5 separate regions of the Mus musculus genome follow, and regions 1, 3, 4 and 5 are each linked to region 2. A link is a contact called in public Hi-C and promoter capture Hi-C data. All regions are on one chromosome and are shown on one strand. Each heading gives the region's core, a stretch centred on a gene start, on an enhancer-like site or on the middle of the called end of the contact. The rest is flanking DNA. Distances are from core to core; before and after follow the strand shown. Region 1 holds the start of Eapp (E2F-associated phosphoprotein). Region 2 holds the start of Scfd1 (Sec1 family domain containing 1). Region 3 holds the start of Mbip (MAP3K12 binding inhibitory protein 1). Region 4 holds the start of Sptssa (serine palmitoyltransferase, small subunit A). Region 5 holds the start of Brms1l (breast cancer metastasis-suppressor 1-like).

Region 1 (2,700 bases), core at 155-2,654, 3.3 Mb after region 2:
TAATAGGAAGAAATAAAACAACAAAAATGAATTAAGTCAGGGCCAGCAAGATAACTCAGCAGCAGACAAAGGGCTTGTCACCAAGCCTCATGACCTGAGTTCAATTTCTGGGACCCACATGGAAGGAGACAAGTTGTAGATTAAGACGCGGAGAAAAAAGCCAGGCGTGAGCTGGGCGTGGTGGCGCAAGCCTTTAATCCCAGCACTCGGGAGGCAGAGGCAGGTGGATTTCTGAGTTCGAGGCCAGCCTGGTCTACAAAGTGAGTTCCAGGACAGCCAGGGCTATAGAGAAACCCTGTCTCAAAAAAAACAAAACAAAAAAAAAAAAAAAAAAAAAAAAACTGCGGGAAAAAGAACAACAAAGCAAAAGCCAGCTGCAAGAAATGCCTTGGACATTTTTTTCTTGTTTTAAGACAAAATCTTACGTAGCCCAGAACCAGCTTTGAACTCTTCACCCTCTGGCCTCCTAAATGATGGGATTATAGGCATACACTACCATGTCTGACTTAATTCATTTAACTTTTAAATTACAGTTTTAAAAATGTTGTGTATAGCCGGGCATGGTGGCGCATGCCTTTGGTCCCAGCACTTGGGGGGCAGAGGCAGGCGGATTTCTGAGTTCGAGGCCAGCCTGCTCTACAGAGTGAGTTCCAGGACAGCCAGGCTATACAGAGAAACCCTGTCTCGAAAAACAAAAGAAAGAAAGAAAGGAAGAAAGGAAGGAAGAAAGAAAGAAAAATGTTGTGTATATGGGCATATGGGTGCTATGGCATGCGTGTGGAGATCATAACTTAAAAAAAAAAAAAAAGCCCATTCCTTTTTTTTTTTTTTTCCATTCTCTATTCCCTAGTTTCTACTTGACAGTCTTCAAGATAAGTACTTCGTGCTAAGGGCCAGGCCCTCACTAGCTTAGGACACTGTCCCATACTTGTATTTCCATTTACAGATGCGAGGCCGAGAACTGACTTGCCTTCGGTCACAGTGCTAGTAAACGGTAAACAGGGTTCCATCTAAGGCTTCACGCCTGGGGGCCCACGTAATTCCGGAACATCCCTCTTCCCGCACTGCTGTCCATCCTGGTTCCCTAGAGACTGAGCAGCGCCATCAAGCGCCCCGAGGCTCCCGCAAGTGAAGCGGACGACACTGCGCCCAGGGACGGCCGGCGCGAACAACACAACGGCCTCAGCCAAGGCAGGGCGGAGACGCGGGGCAGCGGCCCACCTGCTCAGAGCCGGCTCCTCGTCGCTCGGCTCTTCCACCGCGTACGGGTCATAGTCATCCTGGAGTCGGTTCATGGCGACCTGAGGACGCCTACACCGCCCCGGCGTCTGTGTACTCCGCCAGCGCCTTCCCCAAAGCTTCCCGGAGACTCCACTTCCGCCCGTACTGCGAGTCCTTCCTGTGCGCCTGCGCAAGCCGTCCAGTGACAAGGATGCAAGAGACGGGGCGTGCGGAGGGTCAATGTTAACACGTCTCTACGTTTTCTTTTCCGCTGAAAATAGCAGTTGTCTTTGTGCATTTTTCTTCTCGCCGCCGCCGCCGCCGCCACCTCCTCCTCCTCCTCCTCTTAACTTAAGCTTTATTTAGGTTTTGAAAAGGTCTCACTAACCCAGTCTAACCTGTAACCAGTTATGTAGCCCAGGCTGGCTTCGCTCTGCTTACCGTGACCTGCGGAGAGCTGAGATTACAGTTGTATATCACTATCCAGTCAGATTTATTTCTTCAAAGTTGTTATCTTAGCCCTTCTCTCATGGTTTTTATTAGGTTTATTGGCTGTGTGCAAGTAAATAATGTATAATAGACCTACTCAGAAAAACACCACGGAAAAACGATTTTTCTTTTACTAGTTAAACTTAACAAGGGTGGATCTCTTAGAATCCTGTCCTCCGCTAGCAGAAACTGAATTGAGCTAAAAAAAACTTTTTCTTTGCCCAGAGCCTGGGCAGAAGCTTAGGTTTTGAATTCCAGATTCGATTGCCCACTACCAACAAACCCCGCCCCCGCCTCACAGCCTTAGTGGGCGGAGTCGCGTTGAGGGGCCTACAGACGAGTTCCCGCGGCGTCACCACAAAGGCGTGGAATATGTAGATGAGAATTTCACGCAAAGGCTACCGGTTCTCCCTAAATAGACATTTTTTTCCGTTATTGATAATATTTACATAATATAAGCGTATATTTATGGATCAAGGTTAGAAAAGAGAATATAATGTAGAGAAGACGCATTGAGGAAGAGACCGTAGTTATAAAGTAAGTATACAATGATGGAGAGCCTGCACACGGCACTCGCAACTCATACTTACCTGGCAGGGGAGATACCATGATCACGAAGGTGGTTTTCCCAGGGCGAGGCTCATCCATTGCACTCCGGATGTGCTGACCCCTGCGATTTCCCCAAATGCGGGAAACTCGACTGCATAATTTGTGGTAGTGGGGGACTGCGTTCGCGCTCTCCCCTGGCATTTTTGTTGAAAAAATAGAAAACATTTACTTTAGCATTGCGAAAGACTTGCTTTCTACCTGGTGTTTTAGTTTTTTTTTTTTTTTTTTTTTTAAAGATTTATTTATTTATTATATATAAGTACACTGTAGCTGTCTTCAGACACTCCAGAAGAGGGCATCAGATCTCATTACGGGTGGTTGTGAGCCTGGTTGCTGGGATTTGAACTTCGGACCTTCGGAAGAGCAGTCGGGTGCTCTTAC
Region 2 (2,700 bases), core at 55-2,554:
AAATCTTTACTCTTCTTGTCTGAGAGCTCCTTGAACTCAAGAAACAAACTGTTTTTAGCAAATTTTCTAAGATAAAACTATCCCTTGATGTTCAATTATTTAAACCAAAAAATCTGGAGTTAAACAGCTACAATAAATCTAACTCTGAAGTCATGATTTTTATTCTTATAATCAACATTAATATCATTCTTGGTCGTAGCTTTGCAGGACTGTTCTATATAGTTACTCTTCTAATGAATATATATATCTTTATGTTTACTCCCCACATTACACCATTGGACAGAAACATGCACACTGTATAAATGTCTTAGTATTTTATGATAATGTGCCTTATAGTCTTGGAAGGAGTTAGTATGGAACTTAAATGGTCAAATGACAAATTTGTACTTAAAAGTGGGGATTCTCAGGTGAGTAAGATTAAACTCACTGGAAGGTGGGAAAGCCATTCTGCTCAAGAGTCCATGGACACCAGAATTGAGATACTTCCCCTAGGGCACAAACTGGTAGTTATAGATAACCTGTTGTAACTTTATAAAAATAGGTATCTACATCTGTCAAATGTGTTTTTATTGTAAAAAAAATGCAATCTTGATTTTAAAAAATAAGATAAATTATTTGTATAATTTTGAAAGCCAAATTTTTGAAAGTATGATTTCATTTCAGAATCTGACTGCCTGAGAATTAATCCATAATGCAGTGTCATCGGTGGGTTCATTGATTGGTAATAAGTTGTCATTGTATATATTTTTGACATTAATAAAATCTATTATGAAAATGGTCGATGTGAGATTTATTTCATAATCACAGGGCTCTAAATGTACCAAACCTGGCTGTGATCATCCGGATTCTGCTCACAATCATTTGTTTTTTTAATTTGCACTACTGAGAGGAAATTCTGCCATTTGGCTTTTCTGTGATTTTATACCCTAGCAGGCCAAAGCCCTTTCCTGAAGAAATCAAACGGAATAAATTACCACGCTTGTAGTTTCCCCCCCCCCTCCCCCCCCAGAGGAAAGAGGGAAGGGACACTACTGTTATGGAAATCAAGAAAACGCAATTTCTGGCGTCTCATTTGGCCTTGTAAATTTTTATGAGGATTTAAACTTGATGAGAAGTGCACTATCAATTAGATTGTAAGCGCTCCACCACGCCCATGCCCTGAGAAGCGGTTTAAGAGTAGCGACCTCGGGAGGTTCGCCCCGATTAGTTAGAAACGCTGCTGGGAAATCTGCAAACACCAATGTCTGTGAGGAAAGGCGAGGGCTGGGACCGGGGAGGCGGGCCGGCTGCCGCCATAGCCCGCCTCCTGGTTCTGCTTCCGGCGCGGGAGGTAGGGCCACGTCATCTTCGGGCTCCCAGTGCCAGCCGGGCAGTGGATGGTGGGAAGCAAGATGGCGGCCACGGCCAGCATTCGGGAGAGGCAAACAGGTACTCGGTATTTCCTTCTCTGCAGTGTGTGCCTCAGCAGCGGCCTGTCATCATCTCTGGGTTGTTCGTACAGCTCGGAGTTGAGCTTTGAGAGCTGCTCCGTTTTGAGGTTGTGGGGAAGAGATGCCTGTAAGCTTCACAGCCTTTACCACAGGCTGCTTGCTACAGTGCTAGCTACTTATTTTTTAATTGCCGAGTTTTAGAAGGCCATCAGGGCAAGGACCAGCAGCTGGTGTTTTCTTTCCTGTCTTGTCACTTAACGAGGTCTATAGGTTTGTGTTCGTATTTCAAGTCTCCCAGGTCGGTTTGGTTTTCACTTTCAGTTTTAGGGTTTTTTTTAAAAAAACCTGTTTTTGACACTTGAGCCATGATTACAAAATCTAAGTATTCTTTTCCGAGCACCTTACTTTATGCCATCATCTTTGGACCCTTTGGGAGAAGCTGATGGAAAATGCCAGGTGATAAAGCTGGAAGAGACTTCGGAATGTCAAATCAAATTAACAGCGTCCTCTTTCAGTTGTTCCACAGATAATAATCTTAAAATATAGAACAGTTGTATCTTAAGTAGAGCATATTTGTACACCCATTTATAAAGTAAAAATTTAAAGATACATATTTCTTCCCTTGGTTTTAGTTTAGTTTTTTTTTTTTTTTTACATGTGAGATACACCTGATTTTCCTTATTTTCAGTAAACTCTAGAAACTTAATGTATGTATATTGGCCCCAGAATAATTACCTATACGTATATCATATATAATGTGATATGTATAAATCAGAACTGACTTACATATACTACTTATCTAGTAACTCCCAAAGAGAATAGAAATCGTCCATAAGCGATAAAGAACTTTAATTCTCTTGAACCTATGCTTATTTGTATGAAAAACAATTGGTTACAAGCAATACAACATAGCAATAGAATTTGAACTGTGCCTGATTCCTTCCCTTGTGTTAAAAAAAAAAAAAGATAGATTTGAATGTAGCATACTTAACAGAAAACATACTGAGTTCTACATTTCTCAGTAGGTAATTTAGTAAAACGGTAAAGCATAACTTAAAATATGGTAAGCAAATATTATTTGAGAATGCTTGATAATTAATTTTATTTGCAAGCAAACAGAAGCCCAAGTTCTCTTAGAAGTTTGGGTATAATATCTTTTTCTTTGTTTGTTTGTTTGTTTGTTTGTTATTTTTTTCTTCCGAGACAGTGTTTCTCTGTGTAGCCATGGCTGTCCTGGAACCCACTCTGTAGACAAGGCTGGCCTCGAACT
Region 3 (2,700 bases), core at 175-2,674, 5.0 Mb after region 2:
TGTAAATTATTTTGCAATTTCTAAGCATAATATTTGAGAAGATTTTTCTCATCTTGACATTAGAAATATAAATGAATAAATCTTTAAGTTCCAAATCCACGCCAAAAAGTTCTCTAACTTTTAAACTATTTAAAGATCTGAGATGTTACTACTGAAATATTAATAAGGAAAGTGCTTAAGACTTTGTAAGAATTTTTTTCCTAATTGCTTATCAAGCAACTGAGTTTAATTTTTTTTAACTTTTCGAAGTCCAGTAACACCAAACAGAATGTACAACTCAAGTAGTTTGCCAGTCAGAATAAACTTACTAAGGTTTTCCAACTAAGGATTTTAAAAATAATCCTCACAAATCAGGTAAATGTCCTATTCTCACTGGTGGTACCACTGCCCTTGACATAAATGTGTGCTGTGTCCATTTCAAGCACTATAACCAGTCCCCAAACAAATTAGGAAACATGTTTGACACAAAACTCTTCTAAAAGCAGGCAAACATACTTTTGTTCCTTATTTAAACATTGCCTCATTTACATCACGACTATCTAGTAAAGTGTAACCTAGTTTTTAAAATCCAGGTTTACTGTGACATTTTCTGTAAAGAGCAATTAGCTAAGCTACACGACAGTCGTAATGTAGTTAGAAGTGGCCACACATAACTCATCCAACAATTCACACTAAAATTTAGGTATACTACAAATGAAATTGTGGAAATCCTTATATATCCCTCCCCGTTTAAAAGAGTAAGAGATGCAATAAATGGCAAGAGAAACAAAAAACAGAAAAACAAACAAATAAACAAAAAACCCCAGAGTAAATCACCCCCCAAGGAGTGGGGATGGCGCTAGGAAAAGTTTCAGGCCATATTAACCAGTGAGTTTCTGCGATAAATACACTGGAGGCAAAAGGACCGTGATCGCCAGGAACCTCCTTCACCCTCATCACCTTTTAGGCATCTTTTGGGCAAGCTTTCGTCGCCAGGACCCCAGTTTTCTCCAGACCTTGGCCATCAAGCGTGCCGCTGGCATCTCCCGGTCCCAGGAGCTGGGCCCAGGGTCTTCCGGGTGTCACAGCCCGGCCACGGCACACCAGCGGCACACACCGTGCCAGCGGGGCTCCGCGACCCCCGCCTCCGAGAGAACTAAGGGGACAAGGACCGGGATGCTCTCCCTCCCCACCCACCCCTTCCCCGCCGCACCCCCACTTACCTGTCTTGTCAGGGTGTGCAAGGAGCGAAAGACTTCGCAGAGGACCTCGCGGGTGAGGAGGGGGCTGGAGCATTGCTCCAGGCTCCTCTCGCTGCCGCTTGAGGAACTAAGCTCCGCAGCAGCAGCCATGACACCTTCAAAGCAGCCCCCCAACCACCGCGAACAGCGCTCACCCCACCCCTCCCTCGCGGACTTCGTCGCACTGAGATGACGTAAAACTAGAGCGTCTCACTTAGAGCTTGAGGATAGGCCCCACCCTCTGTGTGTGACAGACACACAGGAAGACCAATCAAGAGCAAGGATAGCTGTGCTCCGAGGGAACTTGTGTATGTGAAGCTGGACCTTCTGTCTGGTGGTGTTTTCTGTGGTCCACCTTGGTTTAGAAACCTACTTGGCTCTTAGATGCTCCCTGTGAATGTTGGCAGAGCCTTACTCTTAAGTGTTAGAATTTGAGTCCCGCTATTAAAATTTAAAATGTTAACAGTCGAGTTGTCTTGGAAAAAGATTGCGGGTTAGTGATGGAGCAGTGCTTTACAATTTTCTAATTACTAGAAACTTGACCCAGGATGATCGTTACTGGATAGAACATTTTCATCTCTATAAGACTGTTTGATATGAGGAATTTAAAAAGAACACAAGGGCTACATTATGCTTCTTTTTCCTACCATAGAACGACATTGATGACTACACCTGCAAAATAGTTTATGTCAAAGTTCTGACATGCAACGGGTTCTCAGTGCAATCACTGGACACTTGACCTTAAAATTGTTTCAATATAAATCCAATAGAAATATAAACCAGCCGGGCAGTGGTGGCGCACGCCTTTAATCCTAGCACTTGGGAGGCAGAGGCAGGCGGATTTCGAGGCCAGCCTTGTCTACAGAGTGAGTTCCAGGACAGCCAGGGCTACACAGAGAAACCCTGCCTCAAAACAAAACAACAAGAAAGAAAAGGAAGAAAGAAAGAAAGAAAGAAAGAAAGAAAGAAAGAAAGAAAGAAAGAAAGAAAGAAAGAAGGAAAGAAAGAAAGAAAAGACCAATTTATTCCATGTAACCACACTCTTTAAAATTAGGATATAAAACTAAATCGACTCTTGTTGGGTATTATTAGATAGCTTTATTTTAGCGAAAAAAGTTATAATTTTATAATGTAGAGTTCTATTAATTTTTTTTTCCTTTGAGACAGGGTTTCTCTGTATAACCCTGGCTGTCCTGGAACTCACTCTGTAGACCAAGCTGGCCTCAAACTCAGAAATCTGCCTGCCTCTGCCTCCCGGATGCTGGGATTAAAGGCATGCTCCACCATGCCTGGCTCTATTAAATTTTTAAAACAAGCTTAAAAGATAAAGGACAAAAGAATTAAAACTCTGGCGGCAGTGGCTCAGGCCTTTAATCCCAAAGCACTAGGGAGGTAGAGGCAGGTAAATCCCTTATGAGGCCAGCCTGGTCTACAAAGTGAGTTCCAGGACAGCAAGGGCTACACAAAGAAACCAAAGCTC
Region 4 (2,700 bases), core at 176-2,675, 3.3 Mb after region 2:
CTGCTACCCAGCCTGGTCTACAGAATGAGTTCCAGGACATCCAGGGGTACACAGAGAAACCGTGTTTTGAATTAATTAATGAATTAATCAAAAGATTACCTGCTACTATTGAAAAGTTCCAATTAGGCATAAATTTAAATATAGATGTTATCTGACCTACAAAATCCAAAGAGCAAACTGAAGCTACAAATAAACGATTCGGAAAATCAGGCTTTCTTAATCCGGAGCCCCAAATATACATTCTGGTTATTAAACTTTAGGTTAGGAAATAATTGCTCACAGTAATAGTCTTGCAAGACGCTAAAATTTTTCAAGAGTCAGCTCCAAATAACCTCATGCTATTTCCACACCAGCACCCTTGAAAAAGCTTGCAAAGAAGCTCTACCTCAGTCCTAGGAACGCGTTTGTGAAGTTGTTCCTAACAAAGCTAAACCACAAGAAGCTGAGCGGATGAAATAAGCATGTGATGTGGTATATTCTTTTTATATTAAGGAAAGGAGAAGTGGAGCGTTAAAAGAATGAATTGCTAGTATTTCGTCGACACGGAAATCAGAGGATAGCGGCATAGACATTGGGCGAAAACAAACATCAGGCTTCACAACCTTGAGCTATTCGCTGGAGCTGTTAAAATTAGGCAAGATAACATACACACAAAGTGCTCAGCAAAGTCATCACTCAACAATTCTTAACCGGTGATAAACTAAACAACAAAGCACAGTTTGAAACCCCAGCAAAGTCTTTTCTGGGCACAGCTTGTACCTATGATGCAAAGAAGTCATAAATATAACACACTTTTAAAACTGCCATTTTGAAGCCCAAAAGGCCTTTCAGTAACTTACAAACTGCTTTCCAAAACTGTGTGGGAGTGTCAAGACCACGTACTCACAACCTGGTGAACTGGTTAGAGTTCTATCGCTCCAAATCAGGAATAGCTAAGGGTTAAAGACGCCCAAGCCCGGAGCGATTTGCAGCAACCCTGCCTCAAAGAATACTGAAGGATCAAAAGCAGGCGCGGCCGAAGCGGGACAAGGAAGCACCAGGGGAGACGTCGCCCTCCCGACTGCTTGCAGAAATCAGGATGCCTCCACCTTGGGCAGGGGAATTGCGTACAAGACCCGGATCTCCGCGGTTCCACCTCCCTTGACCCCAAGACACCCCCCCACCCCCTTCCAACCCGGCGCGCGCACCCCTCCACGCCCCAGCCAGGCCAGGACACACAGGATACTGAACACGGTTCGCTCCCAGGGCTCCAGCATGTAGAGCGCAGTGACCAGCAGGTACTGGTAGTAGAACCAGGACATCTGCTTCCATGCTCGCGCCAGCGCCATGCCCGCCATGCGCCTCCCGCGGTGTAGCAGCGTCAGGCGGGCCCGCGGCCCGCTCACCTCCTAAAGCCCCAGGCCTTGGGGCCCGCCCGCCACCACCCTGCGCCCATTGGTCCTGCCGAGCCTGCGCGTCACCGTGTACGCCCAACCCCGCGCGCACCCGAGCGGCCACCGCCGGCTCCTCCTGGCTTGCGCTTATTGGCCAAGCGGCCACTTCGTGTGCTCCTGTCCCGCCCCGCGCCTCGCCCGGAGCGAGCTCCCCAGCCCTGGGAAACGGTCTGGGTTTAAGTGCTAGTTCTGCATCTCCACGCGCACGCATGGCGGTTGCAAGACCGGCTTCAGTCCCCACTGGTGTCCATGCGAGATGGTGCCCTTAAGAGGCCGGATCCTTCAGACCAGCCCAGAAGGATTCCTTTAGAAACCAGTGTATGTAATCTCTCTCCTACCTCATGAATCCCTTCTGGGCCAAGAGATGATAGGGCTGGGTGAGAATGCTACTAAAGAGTCGGGCATGCAAATAAACAGTGCCTTGTGCAAGAGGGAATGCGGGGGTCAAAGAGAATGTGGATGCCAAATGACACCCAGCCAAGAAGATGTTGAAAACTGTAGAAGTAATATGTTCATCAGCTCTTCCCTTCCTCCGAGCACATGCGTGAAAACAGACCTATCTAGGATGCGCGCGCGAGTACACACACACACAACACACACACACACACACGCACTAGTATTCCCTAACCTAAAGACAAAAGAATTGGCCATAGACAGTTGCCAATATTTCTATGACTACACTTAGAAAACAACCATGTAGGTCACAATCAAGAGAAGTGCACTTGATCTAGTGGGTTCTAAAGACAGCTTGAGGTCAGCATGTGATCTGTCTCCTAAAGATTCACTCCTATGACCTGCAGCAGTACCGGCTGTATTCCACTCCTCTAAAGCCCATGCACTGTGTGCTTGTGAAATGACATAATTAAGTAGCCTGCAACTCACATGTCTAAAAGTTTCAAACCTGCTGCTTTAAGCTTTAAAACCTTTCCAGGTTGACAGGTATTAACTTAAATTCCTTATGCTCCTTACGAGCAAAGACCTTACAAACAACAATAGACTTGAGATCTGCTTTCACAAGGTGCCTAGTCATTTTATTTTATTTTATTTCGTCTTGTAGGTTACAGAACATCACGGAGGGAAGCCAAGCCAGGAACTCCAGGCAGGAGATTGAAGCAGAAACCACAGAGGAATACTGCTTAGGAGCATGCTCTTTCTGGCTTGCTCAACTTGCTTTCTTAAACGGCCCAGACCCCACTTGCCTAGCAATGGCACTGCCCACAGTAGGGAGGACACGCCCACCATAGACCAATCTCATGTTCCTCAGCTA
Region 5 (2,700 bases), core at 77-2,576, 4.5 Mb after region 2:
CCTTGCTGCAGTAGGTGTTAGAGCAAGTGTGTCGTTGTGGGCATGGGCTTTAAGACCCTCATCCTAGCTCCCTGGGAGCCAGTCTGAATAAGATGATGTAGGACCCTCAGCTCCTCCGGATGCTGGCATGCTCCCGCCTTGATGGTAATGGACAGAACCTCTGAACCTGTAAGAAAATGAGCAAGCTGAGAAAGGAAAAATATTTAAAGGGACACCGGGAAGTAGAACAGAGCAAAATCTTTTGTTTTAGGAGATAACAGATCCCACTCAGCTAAATTTAAGTCTATGTGTGATGGAACATACCTTTAATCCCAGGAGACAGAGCCGTGCAGATCACTAAACTCAAGGTCAGCCTACTGAGCAAGTTCCAGGACAGCTAAGTTTCATTCTACTTCCTGGTGTCCCTTTAATACTTTAACCATATATTTTGTTGATAAAATGGACATAATACCGACTCCTACCTTAGGGCTATTAAACTAAAAATTGAACTCAGCAAATCCATGCAGTGAATTTACCAAGATAACCTGATAAAGAGTGAAAGTGATCGGTTATAAGTTACGATTATTATGGTAGTTATGGCATCGTCCTTGTCTGTGTAATCCTGTTTTTGAAAAAAAAAAAATGACATCTTTTTAAGTCAAATATTTATTTTTCACTGGAACCTGAAATTAAATCAATTTAATTTGGGTAGCTTCTTCCATTAAAAAAAAAAAAAAAAAGTAAGAACGCAAGATTGAAATACTAAGATAAAATTTCCTTCCCCTCTGTAGTTTTGGTTGTAAAAATTCCAAGAACAATGAAATTTTCTTTGTGAAAATTATTTCTTACACATACAATTCAATTTAATAGTTTACTAGCTGTACTAAAGGTACTACTAGTGTAGAAGAGACGATTCTGTAACCCTCCAGGCTCACAGAGTATGCAAAGACCCTTTCAGGCAAAGGATCTTTTCACATTCTTCTCACAGTTTGAGTAGCTAGGCAGATCAGATAACCACTTGGCGGGAAAAGGATAAGTACAGACCAAATCCGCACAATCTGTTTCTGTTTAGTTTATAAACTGCGTCCCAGTATGTCAGCTTTCCTGCCTTGTGGGACTTGAAGTCCGAAGTGAGAAGCGATTAAGGCAGCTGAATCTTAGAAACCCATAGCCCCTGAAGCTCTGAGGCCTAAGGACTACAATTCCCGACAGACAGCGGAAGGCCGCGCCGTAATCACCGGTAACCAATCGTTCGCTTGCAAGACAAGCCACGCCTCTAGCTCCGGGACAGCCTTGACCAATGGCAGAGCTCGCAGCGCAAGCCTGCGGGTTAGGTTGTGAGGCTGAGGCCGGGGGTGGGGAGGAGTCGAGGGTTTCGGATCCAGCTCGGTGGCCGGGTGGGTCGGGGCGTTCGGCGCGCCCTTCACCGAAGCGGCAGTGGCCGGGCTGGGAGCAGGAAGTGGGAAGCGACGGCGAGGTTGGAAAATGCCGGTCCATTCTCGAGGGGATAAGAAGGAGACGAATCATCACGATGAGATGGAGGTGGACTACGCGGAGAACGAGGGGAGCAGTTCCGAAGACGAGGACACCGAGAGCTCGTCGGTCTCGGAGGATGGGGACAGTTCAGGTGCGCTACCCAGCTGGGCGGGGATGCCGGGTCCCTTGCGCCGCGCGCGCGACAGGCCGCGGTGCTCACGCCGGGCGGTGCGTCCTGCTGCGAGCGCGGGGCGGGGAGATGGGGAAGGGGCGGGGACTGGCTCGGCGTCTGGCACCCGGAGCTGCGGGTCGCCGCGGGCTCCAGTTCTGGCTCTGGCTCCCGGTGGGCTGGGCGCCCGCAGGCTTTGAGGACCCGAGGCGATTCTGTGCACTGTGGGACCCGCCCTAGGGTCACCTGGCAGTACCCTGGGGCTACCGGCTCCGGAGTGGAATGTCCGGCTGGCTGGTCTGGAAGACTGCAAATGTCCCTTAGCTGACACCACCGACCTCTTTACTAGTAGTCTCAGCAACCTTTGTCAGCGTTTTTGTGGGGGCTGAGGATAAATTTGCCTTGGTCCTTGGCGGGCTTGCCACTCATCAACCTTAGCTTTCAGGTCAGCCTCTCACCAGTACTGTCATCAGAGGACTGACTTGGGAACTCTCAGGTTCATAATAGGTCCCAAAAGTTTTCAAGACGAAGAAGGGACCAGCCTGAGGGATCATTTGGAATCTTTGTCAGTTTTTAATCTGGAAGATGTGGGCAGTGTTGACATTCCCAGAATCTTCAAGCTTTGGTTATTTTGTAACTTTGGGCTGTTTCTAACCCCTTATAAGTCTTTTAATACTTTAATAAAATGAATGGAACTGATTTCCCGGATCTTCCTCTAACCATATGACAGACTGAGAATGGCTTTGTCTAACCCTGGTTTTGGCTGTGTAATGGGAAGCATTGATAACAGGTTAATGACTGTGGTATCACCTCACACCTTTTTTTTTTTCAGGTTTGTCTGTCAAAAAAGTATACTTGGAAGCATGTAATGCCGATAAGTCAGCCATCCAAAAGTAAATATTTATGAAGTTTTTACTCATAAATATTTATACTCATATACTCATTTATATACTCATACTCATTATACTCATAAATAAACATGAGGATAAATTTATAGTTATCTCCGTTGAAGAACAGTGTTTTGCTTACTCAGCAGGACAGTTGAACTCATGAATTCATGGTAGTTGTGACAGTGT

The links. Promoter capture Hi-C pulls out the DNA fragments that hold promoters and counts their contacts. A called contact is a pair of places that touch in the nucleus more often than the background predicts.
Region 1: a contact with region 2 is called in a promoter capture Hi-C map of pre-B cells. The contact joins the promoter of Eapp here to the promoter of Scfd1 in region 2. A contact is called at or near these places in 2 of 39 promoter capture datasets (cranial neural crest and pre-B cells).
Region 3: a contact with region 2 is called in a promoter capture Hi-C map of pre-B cells, with 3 times the contacts expected there. The contact joins the promoter of Mbip here to the promoter of Scfd1 in region 2. A contact is called at or near these places in 1 of 39 promoter capture datasets (pre-B cells) and 1 of 484 Hi-C or Micro-C datasets (liver).
Region 4: a contact with region 2 is called in a promoter capture Hi-C map of pre-B cells. The contact joins the promoter of Sptssa here to the promoter of Scfd1 in region 2. A contact is called at or near these places in 3 of 39 promoter capture datasets (the C10 cell line, cranial neural crest and pre-B cells).
Region 5: a Hi-C map of muscle stem cells shows a contact between it and region 2, with 3 times the contacts expected there. The contact joins the promoter of Brms1l here to the promoter of Scfd1 in region 2. A contact is called at or near these places in 1 of 39 promoter capture datasets (cranial neural crest), 3 of 484 Hi-C or Micro-C datasets (CD4 T cells, CD8 T cells and muscle stem cells) and 1 of 9 other capture datasets (adipose tissue).

The regions. Positions count from the first base shown.
Region 1 is chr12:54,694,490-54,697,189 of GRCm38.p6, forward strand. It overlaps Eapp (E2F-associated phosphoprotein), which reads right to left and starts at 1,405. Exons shown (of 6, transcript NM_025456.4): 1 at 1,222-1,405. The coding sequence starts at 1,295. It overlaps Gm22513 (a small nuclear RNA gene), which reads left to right and starts at 2,293; the gene lies at 2,293-2,456.
Region 2 is chr12:51,376,209-51,378,908 of GRCm38.p6, forward strand. Scfd1 (Sec1 family domain containing 1) reads left to right here and starts at 1,305. Exons shown (of 25, transcript NM_029825.3): 1 at 1,305-1,428. The coding sequence starts at 1,377. It overlaps G2e3 (G2/M-phase specific E3 ubiquitin ligase), which reads left to right. Exons shown (of 15, transcript NM_001015099.2): 15 at 1-778.
Region 3 is chr12:56,344,470-56,347,169 of GRCm38.p6, forward strand. It overlaps Mbip (MAP3K12 binding inhibitory protein 1), which reads right to left and starts at 1,425. Exons shown (of 9, transcript NM_145442.2): 1 at 1,203-1,425. The coding sequence starts at 1,331.
Region 4 is chr12:54,655,147-54,657,846 of GRCm38.p6, forward strand. Sptssa (serine palmitoyltransferase, small subunit A) reads right to left here and starts at 1,426. Exons shown (of 2, transcript NM_134054.2): 1 at 1,226-1,426. The coding sequence starts at 1,337.
Region 5 is chr12:55,835,040-55,837,739 of GRCm38.p6, forward strand. It overlaps Brms1l (breast cancer metastasis-suppressor 1-like), which reads left to right and starts at 1,327. Exons shown (of 10, transcript NM_001037756.3): 1 at 1,327-1,606. The coding sequence starts at 1,465.